Regions from separate parts of the Rattus norvegicus genome. Here region 1 is linked to region 2. A link is a contact called in public Hi-C data. All regions are on one chromosome and are shown on one strand. The core of a region is the stretch at or near the end of the contact, and the rest is flanking DNA. Distances in the headings are between cores, read along the strand shown. Region 1 holds the start of Cox6a2 (cytochrome c oxidase subunit 6A2). Region 2 holds the start of Pycard (PYD and CARD domain containing).

Region 1 (6,853 bases), core at 3,666-6,165, 190 kb after region 2:
CATTTGGGAGACACAGAGGAATCCATGCTGAGAGAAAACTCCCAGAGGTTACAGAAAGCTGGGGACAGGGTGCTGGATGCTGCTACAGCAGTCCTGCAGGACGCTAACCAGGCTAAACGACTATGTTTCAGGTTACTTTGTTGAGCAGGAAGTGGAGGGTGTGAGCTGTGAACTTGGGCACTTCTTCAGCAGTGCCTTGGCTCTGAGGACTGAACCTGGGGCCTAGCGTTTGCTAAGCAAGTCCGACAGCCGCATCCTCAGTCTCCTGTTCTAAAATGTCCAGTTGATAGCGTGAAACTATTGGGCTCTGCAGAAGTTCTGGGTAGAGGCTCTGGCTTCTGGGTGCTGATGAAGTATGCTGGCCCTTCTTCTAGCTCTGTGGCCCTGGCTCATCCTGGAACTCACTAAGTGGCCCTGGGTATCCTAAAACTCGCTATGTAGACCAGCTGGCCTCAAACTCACAGAGAAGGGCCCGCCCGCCTGCCTCTGCCTCCCAAGGGCTGGGATTATAGATGGCCACCACCATGCCCTTCCTGCTTAATTCTATTGAGATCTGAGACATCAAGCATGGAGAAGGCAGGGACCATGACCTAACTGTTGAAATCCTCAGAACTATCCAAACACCTCTCGAAAAGACTTTTGAGTGTGAAACTTTTTATTCATACAGGCAGTGGTATTCAATAAGACATTTTCAAAAGTAACTATGTTCTTTGTTATTTAATTCAAATTTTTGATAATTTCATACACGAGTAATGTATTTACACAACCCACTCCCTCTTTTCCTCTCCCCTCCTACTCCTCCTGTGCCCCTCCCTACCCTCTTTTGTAACATAGTAAATGTCTACTGAGAGCCATTGTTATAATTCTAGCATTTGGAAGACAGGGGTAGGGAGATTGCTGTGAATTTAAGGCTGATCTGGGCTATGCTTTGAGCCTATCTCACAATTATAAAAAGAAAGAAAAATGAGGAACTGGTAGATAGAAACCTGTCAGCATTTAGGGTGCCCCTTGGCTTGAGATCCCCGGGCCGTCTCCTTTCGCACGTGCTCACCTGCCCCAACACAACTATATCTGCTTCCGTGCCTGCCACCAGACAGAGGCCGCACTCCACTTGTCCCAAGTAACCTAGCCTTCACGTCGGAGGGCCACCCTGGGCTGATTTATTCTGGCAGAAGACTTTGTAGGAGTTCCTGAGACCACTTCCTATCTGCTAGAGGAGGCGTATAAACGCTTTCTCGCCACTGGGAAATGTTGATCAGTACAAGAAACATGCAGACGTTGGGTCCCTAAGTGAAAATCGCTAGAACTTGATTGACAACTTTTTCCTGCCAAAGAAAGAGCCGGGACAGAGCTTCAGGGGTATAAAGAAGTCAGTGCACCAAGGGGAGAGCTGGTAACCCCAGTGCCTAGCAAAGGCACTGTGGGGAGAGGAGTGGAAGCTGGCACCGAGGCTGCAGATACATTCGGAGACCATGGTTGTCTTCCTGAGTATCTGCTGGGCCTAGTGCTCAGCAACAAGTGATGGTTCAAACGGAGATGGCGTCAGAGCTGTTTCTCACTCACATGCCGTTTTCTCCAGGCAAGAAGATTCCACCAACCATGTCAACTTTTCATCTTCCCACGGGGGGAGAAGGCAAGAAGCCGCACATCGCTATCGTGTGAGAAGCTAGGGAGTACGCGTGTCGGTCTCGGCTCAGGATGGGGAAGACTGGAGAACCGGGGTAAGGAACAAGGAGGGGTGCTCTGGGGACCATGCCACTATCTGGTCTCCGTTCCTGCAGGTGAATAACCTGAGTCCACTGAAGCTGGCCGTCAGAGTTAACTTCTGGGTCCCTGTCCTTCTGAACGGTGTGGCTGTGTGGGACGTGACTCTGAGCAGCCCAGCACAGGTACCAGCCTGTAGCATTTCTCTCTCCACAGTCCCTCTCTGTAATAATGCCATGCTCTTACCAGGAGGATTGCCTCTGCTCCTAGGGTGTCTCCTGCGTGTCCCAGATGAAACCTCCTCAGAATCCCGACTTTCTGACCCAGATTCAGAGACGTTCTGTGCTGGTGAGCAAAGCCCACGGACTGAGGGACACAGGAATGTACTGGTGAATTGGAGTGGTGTCGTCAGCCTGAGATGTTACACTCTCTACTCAGTGTTAGCCTTTATTTTATCTTTTTGTCTCTCTCTAAGGAAAGGCCCCCTCTCCTCAGCTCTGTTCCCTTCCTGTCCCCAGGACTGCTCCATTGCTGACTGCCTGCACTTCCGCTGTGACATCCCCTCCTTGGGCATCCAGGATGAACTTGACTTCATTCTGAGGGGCAACCTCAGCTTCGGCTGGGTCAGTCAGGTGTGTAGCCAATGGCAGAGCTGCTCCCCTGGCCCGTGTGTGCCTGATGGGTCTGGGGCATCCTTGGGTCAGGGCTGTTCTTGAACGCTGAGCTGCCTGCCCCCAGGTCTAATTCCCAGCTCTGCCCCACCCTCTCTTTGGCAGACATTGCAGGAAAAGGTGTTGCTTGTGAGTGAGGCTGAAATCACTTTCGACACATCTGTGTACTCCCAGCTGCCAGGACAGGAGGCATTTCTGAGAGCCCAGGTAGTGACTGTGGCAGGCGGGAGCCAGGCTGGTGAGAGGGCTCCGATGTTCAGTCTGTAGTGTTAGCTGTGGGATTTGCCAGATTGGACAGAAGATGAAGGTTCCTAGATGCACAGAATCCATGAAGGTTTCTGTAGCTCAATGGTTGGAAGCATTCATGGGTCTTGGCCAGTGAGTGGGGGTAAGTGTGTGTTTGTGCATGTGTGTGTGTGTGTATGAGTGTGTGTGTATGAGTGTGTGTGTGTATGAGTGTGTATGAGTGTGTGTGTATGAGTGTGTGTGTATGAGTGTGTGTATGAGTGTGTGTATGAGTGTGTGTGTATGAGTGTGTGTGTATGAGTGTGTGTGTATGAGTGTGTGTGTATGAGTGTGTGTATGTGTGTGTGTGTATGAGTGTGTGTATGTGTGTGTGCGTGTATATGAGTGTTTGTGTGTGTGTCTCTCTGTGTGTGTATGTAAGAATAAGCACTCACTGATTTTCAAATCAGGTGGAGACAACGTTAGAAGAATACGTGGTCTATGAGCCCATCTTCCTCGTGGCGGGCAGCTCGGTGGGAGGTCTGCTGTTACTGGCTCTCATCACAGTGGTACTGTACAAGGTGAACTGTTGTTTTCAAGTCATTTTCCTAACACAACTAGTGTCTGCCAGCAGCTCTGCCATGTACAAGATAGGACAGTGATAACTCAGATCGTGGTCATGGGGCAGCTTGGCCACATGTTCTGTCCCCATCACTTAGATTTGCTTGGTCTTTTTCCAGTTCTCCTTTTTGAAATAACAATTAAGACTCAGGTCACAGAACGGCTGAAGTGACATAGACACTCCATGTGTAAATGTGCCTGACCATGAGCCTATGCCTTTCTCGCCCAGTTAAGGGTGTAACGACTGCTCGGCACACGGTTGTCTCCATACATGACGCTGTGCACACAACTGCTTGGCACACAGCTGGAAGTTATTTTAGTTTCTTTCTTATCTTCAACTCCTCTACTTTCTCCCTTTCCTTCTTACCCAGTTTTTCTGACTTTATTATTTTATAGCTTGGCTTCTTCAAACGTCAGTACAAAGAAATGCTGGACGGCAAGGCTGCAGATCCTGTCACAGCCGGCCAGGCAGATTTCGGCTGTGAGACTCCTCCATATCTCGTGAGCTAGGAATCCACTCTCCTGCCTATCTCTGCAATGAAGATTGGTCCTGCCTATGAGTCTACTGGCATGGGAACGAGTTCCCTACAGCTCTGGACTAGCCTGGGGAACGTCCCAGGCGTGATGTCATACCTCCTGAGATGGGAGATTTTTATGCTTTTGCCGAAGTGTCAGACTTCAGTGCTGATCCACTTTTTTTTGCAAGAGCAGGGATGGGGTCAGCATAAATTTACATATGGAGAAGATTTAGCACCCAATATAGACTGACAGGAGTATGCTCAGTATCCAATGTGTTGCTTGTATGTATTTTTTAAAAAATAAATATGAAAATGCAGGGGGAAACACCACATTTTCTTTATATTAAAAATAACTTGAACTGAGATATGACCTACCCTATGGCCTGCCCAGCCTCTCTGCCATGCCGTTCCCAAAGAATCAGAGGACACCAAAGTTTCACACCTTTATTGCGCTTGGAACTGTCCACTGGAACCTCAGGGGCCCTTAGAGCCGGTATGGAGGTCAGTTTGGAGACTGTGGCAGAGTACGTCTGCTGAGTCTTCAAGGCTGCTCGTAGCCGGTGGGCAAAGGATTGACGTGGGGATTGTGGAAAAGCGTGTGGTTCCCATCCCCCCAGGAGAAGGGCTGTGGAGAGAAGGCAGACTGGTCACTGTGGTCCCTCCCCTGGAATTCCCCTGCATGCTCTCACTCATTCACCCTCTGGCATACCTTGGTTCGGATGCGGAGGTGGTGATAGGGGATGAATTCTGGGCGCTCATGGTGGCCAGCGTGCATCCAGCAGTTAAGCGAGCAGAGAGCTACGCTGGGGAGAGCCAGCACAAAGGTCAGGAGGCGCCAAGTGTTGGCTGGGAGAGCAAAGGTGGGAGTGAGAGCAGATTCACAGGTAAAAGTTATCACTGGGCCTAGAGGTCTGAAAGATCGGTGCCTGGTAGATCAGGAGAGGGGAGCCAGGAAAGGGAGGGAGGGGAAGGCAGGGGCCAAGAAAACAAATGGGCTAGGCTACTAAATCTCCCTCAGGCCTGGCCCCACTTACCTCCTGCGCCTCCGTGGTCTCCTTTGGATGCGCTGGCCATGCTCCGACTGAGGACCTTAAGAGGCAGAGCCATTGTTGAAGGGAGGCTAGGAATGGCACTGTCCTTCTCTGTCTCCTTCACTCAGTCTAGGGGATCTCCTCCCCACTCGCAGCCAATCACCTGTTGAGCCGGCACATGGATGGCTATTTTTAGGGACTTTCTCTGACTAAAGTGGGTCTTGACTGGAAGGAGATCCTCTTCTGGCAGCTGATGCAATGTGCCTTTTATTTTGGCAAGGGAACATTTAAAGTGAAATACGCCCCTGGCTTGGCCATACAAGCCTGTCGGCCCGGCACTTGAAACAGGTAGGCAGGAAGATCAGAGTTCAAGGCCACTGTGGTCAAGTTAGTGAAGTTGAGCGCAGCTTGAACAACCTAAGATCCCATCTTTAAAACAAAATTTTAAAATGGGGTGGGGGTCGGGGTGGGAGTGTAGTTCGGTTGGTAAAATGCCTGGAGTGTCTGCCTACTTAGTACCCATAATGCCCTGAGTTCTTTCCCTACTGCTACACAAGCCCAGTGTGGTGGCACTTATCTTTAATGACTTCATTTAATATTCTGTTCTCAATGGCTAGCACAGGGTAGACATGTAATATACCTAAAATTCATTAAGTGCCCATTTTAAAAATTATTTATCAGTGCTGGGAATTGAATCCCTGGGCTGCGTGCACGCTAATTAAATGTTCCTCCACTGAGCTTAGTCTTGGTGATTGCTGTATTTTATTTAGTATTGGTGTGTGTGCTCAGACATGTGAGCTCAGAGAACAACTTTATGGTTTGTTCTCTCCTTCTGGGAGCCAAGAGCAGGTCACCATGCTTGTATAGTGAGCACCTTTGCCCACTGATTCATCTAGCCAGCCCAAGAAGCTTGAAGGCAGAGTGGGGAAAGACTTAAGAGCCGGAGCTCTGTAGCCCGAGCTATATTCTCAGCCATCGGGCTTTCTGTTCTTCCTCTCTATGATTGGAGTTCACTATGCAGTCTAGGCTGGAATCGAACTCATGACTCTCCTGCTTTAGTTTCATCAGTGCTGCCATTTCAGGTGTGAACTGTACCGTGCTCAGATTTATAGTCTAACAGGATGCTTCCAGCTCTGAGCAAAGTTTGATGTTTCTAATCGGTACACTTTCAAGAAAGGACTCTTCTACACCTATACTCCTTATTTACTTTAATCTTGGGCTAGTGAGATGGCTCAGCGGTAAGGGTGCTTGCTGGTAAGCCTGGCATTCTGTGTTTGATCCCTAAGACACAGAAGGTAAGAGATCGTCATGCTCCCAGCGCCCCCTCCCATAAACATATAATTAAATGCAATAGAAAGAGAATAGTTTCACCTACCCAGGTTCCTCTTTCCGTAATGAATTCTTCCCATTTTGGGAAGAATTTCACTTTTGCCCCGTTGGGTTTTTAGGACTGCTGTGGAAATGGGACTTTAAATTTTCCTGTCATTCAACCTCCCCAGCCCCCATACACAGTTCCCTCTAATCTCCTCCTATTAGGTTCCATTGTAGCTATTGAAGAAAACGGAAAGAGGGAGATTTTTACTTACAGAGAGTTTAGGTCCCCCTTTCCTCCAAAGTAGCCTCTCAGAGGCTTGCTGAGAATTCCCTCCCTGCCTTCTCTGCTCCTTGCAACCACTTGGTGAGTGCTACAAAGGTCACTCCTGTCCTCTACCGCCATCGTGTGGTGCTCTTGCAAACATACCTGGAGATCTTTCCTTAAGATTTTCTCCAGATGGTAGTTCTTGTGTTATGTTTTTGATTCCTGTGCCGCTGGGGGCTGAACCTAGAGGCGAGGTACACCAGACAAACTCACACTCCTGGCCATTTTTTCTTTCTTTTTTCTTTTGTTTGGTTTTTACTGAGTACCCCTGCCTGGCTTGGATCCTAAGTCCTCCTTGGTGCTGTTTTTCCAGGTGCATGCCACCACATCCAACTGGGTTTTGCCTTAACTGTTTCTGTGTGAGAAAGCTAGCATCTGCACCTGTAACATCTGTAGCAACTGCAGCTCCCTTGCACCATGCACGAGTTACATTCCCAGGCCTGG
Region 2 (6,679 bases), core at 2,995-5,494:
ATCTGAACAGTGGTCATTCTTGCTTGTAGTGTTTCCTGTAGCTGGTTCTCAATACTTTGTGGGTTTATCCTGACCCCACCCCACCCCTGCCCTCTAACACTGGATAGAGAAAGAGGGGGAAGAAATAATAGCAAAATCCCTCAATCCAGCTTCTTTTTTGACCATGGTTATTAACAAACTGCAAACAGCCCCCCTTGAACAACCACCAGCCATGCCTCTCAGGGGCCCTAGCATTTATGTACCGTTTGAAAAGTTCTCAGAATTTTAAATGCTACACAATTGCAGAAATTATCTATAGGTGGCAAAATCATGCTTCTGCTAGAGCTCAAGGCAAATCATGTGGTCAGGTGACTTTGAATAGTTCAAAGCAGTCCAACATCCCTGGGATTAAAATGACAGCACATTCTTAAAATATTTCTGTTTTTTAAAGAAACCAAAACTGCAGAATTCTAGCTTTGGGCACTGGAGATGTGTAGGGCTGTTCTGTGGATTAGCTTTAGCTAACTAGGATTGGAAGGTGCTTTTAGATGGTCTTTCGTGTAGCTGATACAGGAGTGGCAGGCATCCCAGGTACCCAGATGCAATTGGATGCCCTGTTGGAAAGAGTTGACACTAATGTGCATGTCCCAGTGCTGTTAAGTGATGGACTAGGTCTTGTTTTTCTCACTTTGTGGAAGGACGCTGACATAGTTTTCATCATTGCTAATAAGAAGCTAGAGTTTGAACTTGTATCCTTTCCATTTTCTACTCTTTAAGTTACTCTAAGGCCAGAAATCCAAGACTTCTTAGAACCGAGTTCACCAAGGAAAAAAATACAAAGGGAGAGAGGGAAGTCCCTTTTTGTGTGTGTGTGGGGTGGGTGGGCATGCACACCAGGACTTGTATGTGGAGGTTAAAAGTGTAACCTTGGGTACCTCGGTTTCTACTATGTTTGAATTACTGGAGTTTACAACGTAGAATTGTTCTGGGAGCTTTAATCTGAGATTCAAGGTAGGCACCACCATGCCCAGCCCATTTTCGACCTTTTCCATAATTACACTATTTTCACAGGAGAGGTAGAGGTACCAAGGAGGCCCAGAATACCAAACACCTACTACCTTCACTCCCCAGGCTGCTCTATTCTAAAGCCTCTTAGCTGTAACAGGCCTCTGATCTGACCTCCCTGCTTCTAGACTAAGGACCTAAGTAACCAACAGATTCTTATGACACCTATCTTCAAGCTTGATCCTTAAGCCCCATCTAACCCCATCTTCTTTCCTATATACACTTTTCCACATAGACCAGTGGTAAACACTTGGGAGTACAACTCTGGAAAGCCTTAGTCTGCTTATCTCGGCCTGTTCTAAGGCACACCCATTGGCTCAGAGAACAGTCTCATTATCTCTAAGACAAAGTAAACTTGCCACTATATTTTCAAAAAGGACCCTTTTAATAGACTGGACATACCAATAAAAGACCTTTTTTTATCCTCTTCAATCACTAATAAAATTTCACATGAACTTGTTGGCCATGGTAGCCTTAGCCTTTGATCCCAGCCCTACTTAAGCTAGAAGGGTGTAGGAGTAATGAGACCTTGACTCCATAGGTAGGACCACCATAAATAACACTTGCAAGAGTAGCTACTGGGCTGGGGATGAACTCAATTGTAGAGGGCTTCTCTTCCATGTCTGCACCCTGCCTCTGTCTCCTGTCCCCTGAATGATGGCAATACCTGTTAATCCCAACACTGCTGAGAGACCTCAGAGTACAGATGAGGGTCAGAAACAGAATGGCTCTGAAGCTCACAGCCCAGACAGTTAGTATGCAGCAGAAAGAGGAACTCCCTACCTTAAGGTAAAAAATGGAGAACTGACTCCCGAGTTTGTCTTCAAACTTCTGTGTAAACATGCACCTATATTCATATTCATACGATACAATCTTAATTTCTTTAAAAAAGGGTAAGCCCTTGGTGTTGGAGAGATGATTCTGTAATTGAGTAATGACTGCTCTTTCCAGGGGAAACCCATGTTAAATTCCCAGCATCATGTGGAGGCTTAGCCTGGAACTCCTGTTCCAGGGAATCTGGTGCCGCCCTCTTCTGGCTTCAGTGGGCACTGCATGCACAGCCTCCCATCCCGATCCATTTGTATAATTAAAAAAAATAAAAAAAAAAGGCTGGGGCTGGGCATGGTGATGCATGCCTTTAATCTCAGGACTCAGGAGGCAGAGGTGGGCAGATCTCTAAAGTTAGAGGCCAGCCTCATCTAGACAGCTTGGAGTCCCCACACAACAAAGTCTTCTATGAACTGGTTTGTTTCTAGATGCTTTTCTTTCTTAACCTTTACCTACCTACCTTCCTTCCTTCCTTCCTTCCTTCCTTCCTTCCTTCCTTCCTTCCTTCCTTCCTTCCTTCCTTCCTTCCTTCCTTCCTACCTACCTACCTACCTACCTACCTACCTACCTACCTACCTACCTATATACATACATACCTAATTTTGAAACAGGGTTTCTTTGCATACCCTTGGTTGTCCTGGAACTTACAAAGGTCTCTGTTTCCTGAGTGCTGGAATTAAAGGTGTGCCACCTCCATTACCTGACTCCCATTTCCTCTCATTTTTTTTCTTTTTTTTCGGAGCTGGGGACCGAACCCAGGGCCTTGCGCTTGCTAGGTAAGCGCTCTACCACTGACCTAAATCCCCAACCCCTCCTCTCATTTTTTAACTTGACCTGGATAATGTGTACTCAAAGGTAGACTTTTCGGGTAATATGGGGAAAAAACTCCCAAATGGGGAAACCAGGAATCATTTGAGAAACCTTTGGTCTGGGACAGTGAAGCAAGAACTTGAGTCTGGAATTTTGGTGTTAGAGACTGATCTGCGCCTGTTAGGCATATGGTCTACCACTGAGCCACACCCCTTAGCCCATGTGGCCTTTGGAAATGTAGCTTAGCTCAGCACAGACATCCGAGAGTCGAGAAAACACAAATACAAACTTGTTTTTAGAAAATTTTGTATACAAAACCAGGAGCTAGATGTGTAGCTGGAAAAGATACCTCAGCTCTGTTCCAGGTCTGTCACCAAGTAGGGCTGTGTTTGCCTCAAGGCCTCAAGGAACAAGTTCTTGCAGGTCAGGTTCCAGGCTGGAGCAAAGCTAAAGAGCTTCCTCATCTTGTTTTGGTTGGTGGTCTCTGCACGAACTGCCTGGTACTGTCCTTCAGTCAGCACATTGCCATACAGAGCATCCAGCAAACCATCAACTTCTGTGACCCTGGCAATGAGTGCTTGCCTGTGTTGGTCCACAAAATGTTCTGAGGGTGGAAGTGATAATGATATTTAATACTGCTTCAAAATTTACTAAATAGGGCTGGAGAATCAAGGCAAACCACCCACCATGACTACCTAGACAAAGTACATTCTTCTAAAAACGTGTGGGTAGTAGGAAGGCAGGCAGGGTCATTAGTCCAGTCTGCCTCCCAACTAGGCACAATAGATAGGCTGTGCAAGGGTGTGGTAGGGTGGGGAGGCCTCACCTGTTCTGGCTGTGCCCTGAGCAGGGACACTGGTTGCAGTAGCCACAGCTCCAGACTCTGCAAAAAAAGGAAAAAAAAAATGCCAGATGGTTCTTTTCCCTTTTTCAACAGTCTTTCGGGGTTGACTCCCACTCCACCCAGGGTGCTAAATTGAAGTCTACGAAGGGAAGTTTTTTTTTTTTTTTTCCCCCAGTATGGCAAGAGGAACAGAAAGTTAAGTGCCAAAGAGGCAAGCCTCTGGTGGTGTGCAGGAAGTTGAGGGTAGACAAATAAGGGGACACACTCACCTTCCATAATCTTTTGCAGCTGCTCAGCCAGCTCCTGTATGCCCATGTCTCTAAGCACAGTCATTGTGAGCTCCAAGCCATACCCCTCCAGATAGTAGCTGACGAGTTTATCAGTGAGGTCTATGGGGTCCATCTGCAGCAGGGCCCCCCGTGGGATGCGCCCATAGCCTTCCCGCACTGGCGCTGTCAGCAGCTTCATCTTGAACTTTTTAAACTCATCCGCTGTCAAGTTTTCAAGAGCGTCCAGGATGGCATCTCGTGCCCGCCCCATGGCTCAGGTGGGCAGCCGCGGTCACCTTTTACTCTTGCCGCTGCTAGCCTGCTGCAGCTCGCCTGCTGCAGCTCGCCTGCTGCAGCTCGCCTGCTGCAGCTCGCCTGCTGCAGCTCGCCTGCTGCAGCTCGCCTGCTGCAGCTCGCCTGCTGCAGCCTGCCTGCTGCCAGCCCTTCAAGACCAGGAAGTCATCTGCTTAGGCCAATGGGCGTGCCAGGACTCCACCCTCTTCCACTTACAGCGCCTGTTCTTTCCCCAGCGAGCTAGTTTTGGTTTCCGCCCCAAGACTTTCAAATTTGGCTTTTTTTCTAGGCTGCCGAAAGTGGAGTTGGGTCGGCAGAGGATGTCGGGTGGGGACAGAGGGTGGAGCTAAATTGTTACTCCGGCAGGTCCTGAGTTTCTGAGAGGCTCAAATAGAGCTTTTTTGTAAACCAGCTGTTGCTGTTTCTGTTGTTTCTTGGAGCATAGAAGCTTAGAATCTTGGAAATCTAGATGCCCTGAATCTCGTTTCCCCAGATCTTAGGATCCTCTCACATGCCGTTGGATATTAGAGTTTTAACAGCTAGAACACTAAGCGCCCTGAATTCCACAGACTTGGATGAAAAGAGTGTGACTATATGTCTTCACCTTACTTTCAGCTACATTTATTAAACATTTTCGTCACTCTGTCTCACTGGGGTCATGATGGTTGGGTTGGAAGGGCTAAGGCTTCTTGAAATCCTACCAAGTTCCCCAGTAGTTAAATATTTTGTAGTGTGATGACAATCACCACTAGATAAAACACGAAAGTGAAGAGAGACCTGAGTGGAGAGCTAGCTACTCCTTACTCGGGCTGGTTAGGATGACCTTGGAGCCTGCTCTAAGAATTCATAACCTGCTTTAAACATGGCTGGGAAGGGTCTACTGGTACACCCCAGTTTTGATCGATTCAGTCTTGTTTTATACTATACTACCAGTTTACCTTTATCTTCAAGCTCCAGCCACACAGGACTCTCAGTTTCTCTTGAAAAGTTGCCTTTTCAAGTCTGCTCATACTCTTCCCTAAGTCTTGAAACCACTTCCCTCTCTAACAAAAGCTTGAGTCTTTAGGCCTTAGGTTAAATGTTATTTCCTCTGAAAGACCAGGTTTAAGAGTCCTCAATCTAATCATCTAGATCATATTACTGCTACTTAACATAGTCTTGGGGTCTTTTTTTTGGGGGGGGGTGAGGTTATAATGCCAGGAGCATTCTACCTAATCACTACTTAATGGCTTGCCTATTTATTTACTTTAGATAAGGTCTTGTTGTGTAATCTAGGCTAGTCTTGAACTCCTGATCCCTTTTGCTTACCTCACTGACTGGTTGGAATTGTAGTAGGTGTATTCTATCACATCTGGCTTAAGGTGCTTAAGGTGCCTCCTTCCTCCAGACAGGGTGCCATTATGTAGCCCTGACTGACCTGGAACTCTACAGATCAGGCCTAGAACACAGAGATCCACATGTCTCTGCATCACAAGTGCTTGGATCAAGGTGTGTACCACCAGGACTGTCAGGGTTCTACCTGTTGATACTTTAAAATGAGGATTAAGTTTGCAGGGTGACAAGGTGTCTCCATCCTTGTGGCATGGTATCCCAGCAGCAATTGTGGTGAGATAGTCAGTGTTCCTTGACTCATGGTTTATGGCGTCTCATTGGTCCTGCCACAATTTCCAGATCATTATGGCCAAAAGAATACATCTTTATAACTTACACAAAGGATGTTGTCCCTTTCCTATTCTTGGGGATTCCCCAGATTCCTCAGAGTCAAATGTCGTCCTTTCTAAGTAATTTCAACTCTCCTTTAGACTGGAGTTCTCCATAAATGTCACTTAATATGCTTTTTGACAGTCTCTTTAATGGAAAAACTAGCCCATGTACAAAAGGGAAGGTGGACCCAGGTAGAATGGTCCAGAGCACCTTGCATATTGTCTGATAGCTTAGCAGTTTAGTTTCTGTCTTTTTAAAAATAACTGGTCAAACCTAGGGCCCCATGCATTTATTTGTTTTATTTTTGTTCTCAACCTGCCTTCTCCTGCTATTTCCACCCTCTGGTTTCTCTCTATGATGTTCCTCATGTCTCTACCATAGTTTTTATAATGTCTGTTTACTTTTTGTAAAGTCTGAGAACTTGAGAGCAGAAACCAGATCTGGACTACTTCTGGCTAATACCCAGCATTGGGCTTGTCACTGACTTAGCCTTGAGGAGCCTTTATAGAATGACAAAGAGTTCTGATCCTAGAATTATAGAAATATACATGTGTATATATTTTAATTCTTTTTATTGTGTCTTGGTATGATTGTATTTGTGGTTTGATGTGCATAGAGGTTACAGACTAGCATTTAGGAATTAACACTCTTCTTTCACCATGGATTCCAGAGACTGATCTTGAGTTTCAGGCTTGCATTGAAACCACATTATTTATTTATTTTGGTTTTATGAAGTATGGTTTCAAACTTGTAGTTGAAGATGACCTTCCTTCTGCCTTGACCTCCCAAGTGCTGGGATTCCAACTGTGTGCTACCACACTCTTGTATAGCTTCTAGCTACATATACTGAGCCTTTGTTTGGACAAGGTGGCCTTTGCTTTTAATT

Evidence for each region. A called contact is a pair of places that touch in the nucleus more often than the background predicts.
Region 1: a contact with region 2 is called in a Hi-C map of the A7r5 cell line, with 5 times the contacts expected there. The contact joins the promoter of Cox6a2 here to the promoter of Pycard in region 2. A contact is called at or near these places in 10 of 12 Hi-C or Micro-C datasets (the A7r5 cell line, the Rat2 cell line, Schwann cells and 7 more).

What each region holds. Positions count from the first base shown.
Region 1 is chr1:192,214,801-192,221,653 of GRCr8, forward strand. It overlaps Cox6a2 (cytochrome c oxidase subunit 6A2), which reads right to left and starts at 4,916. Exons shown (of 3, transcript NM_012812.3): 1 at 4,774-4,916; 2 at 4,449-4,585; 3 at 4,170-4,364. The coding sequence starts at 4,846. The coding sequence ends at 4,281. Itgad (integrin subunit alpha D) reads left to right here. Exons shown (of 30, transcript NM_031691.2): 24 at 1,580-1,658; 25 at 1,782-1,889; 26 at 1,975-2,052; 27 at 2,223-2,336; 28 at 2,481-2,582; 29 at 3,071-3,181; 30 at 3,618-4,064. The coding sequence ends at 3,731.
Region 2 is chr1:192,029,175-192,035,853 of GRCr8, forward strand. Pycard (PYD and CARD domain containing) reads right to left here and starts at 4,245. Exons shown (of 3, transcript NM_172322.2): 1 at 3,796-4,245; 2 at 3,509-3,565; 3 at 2,950-3,286. The coding sequence starts at 4,066. The coding sequence ends at 3,033.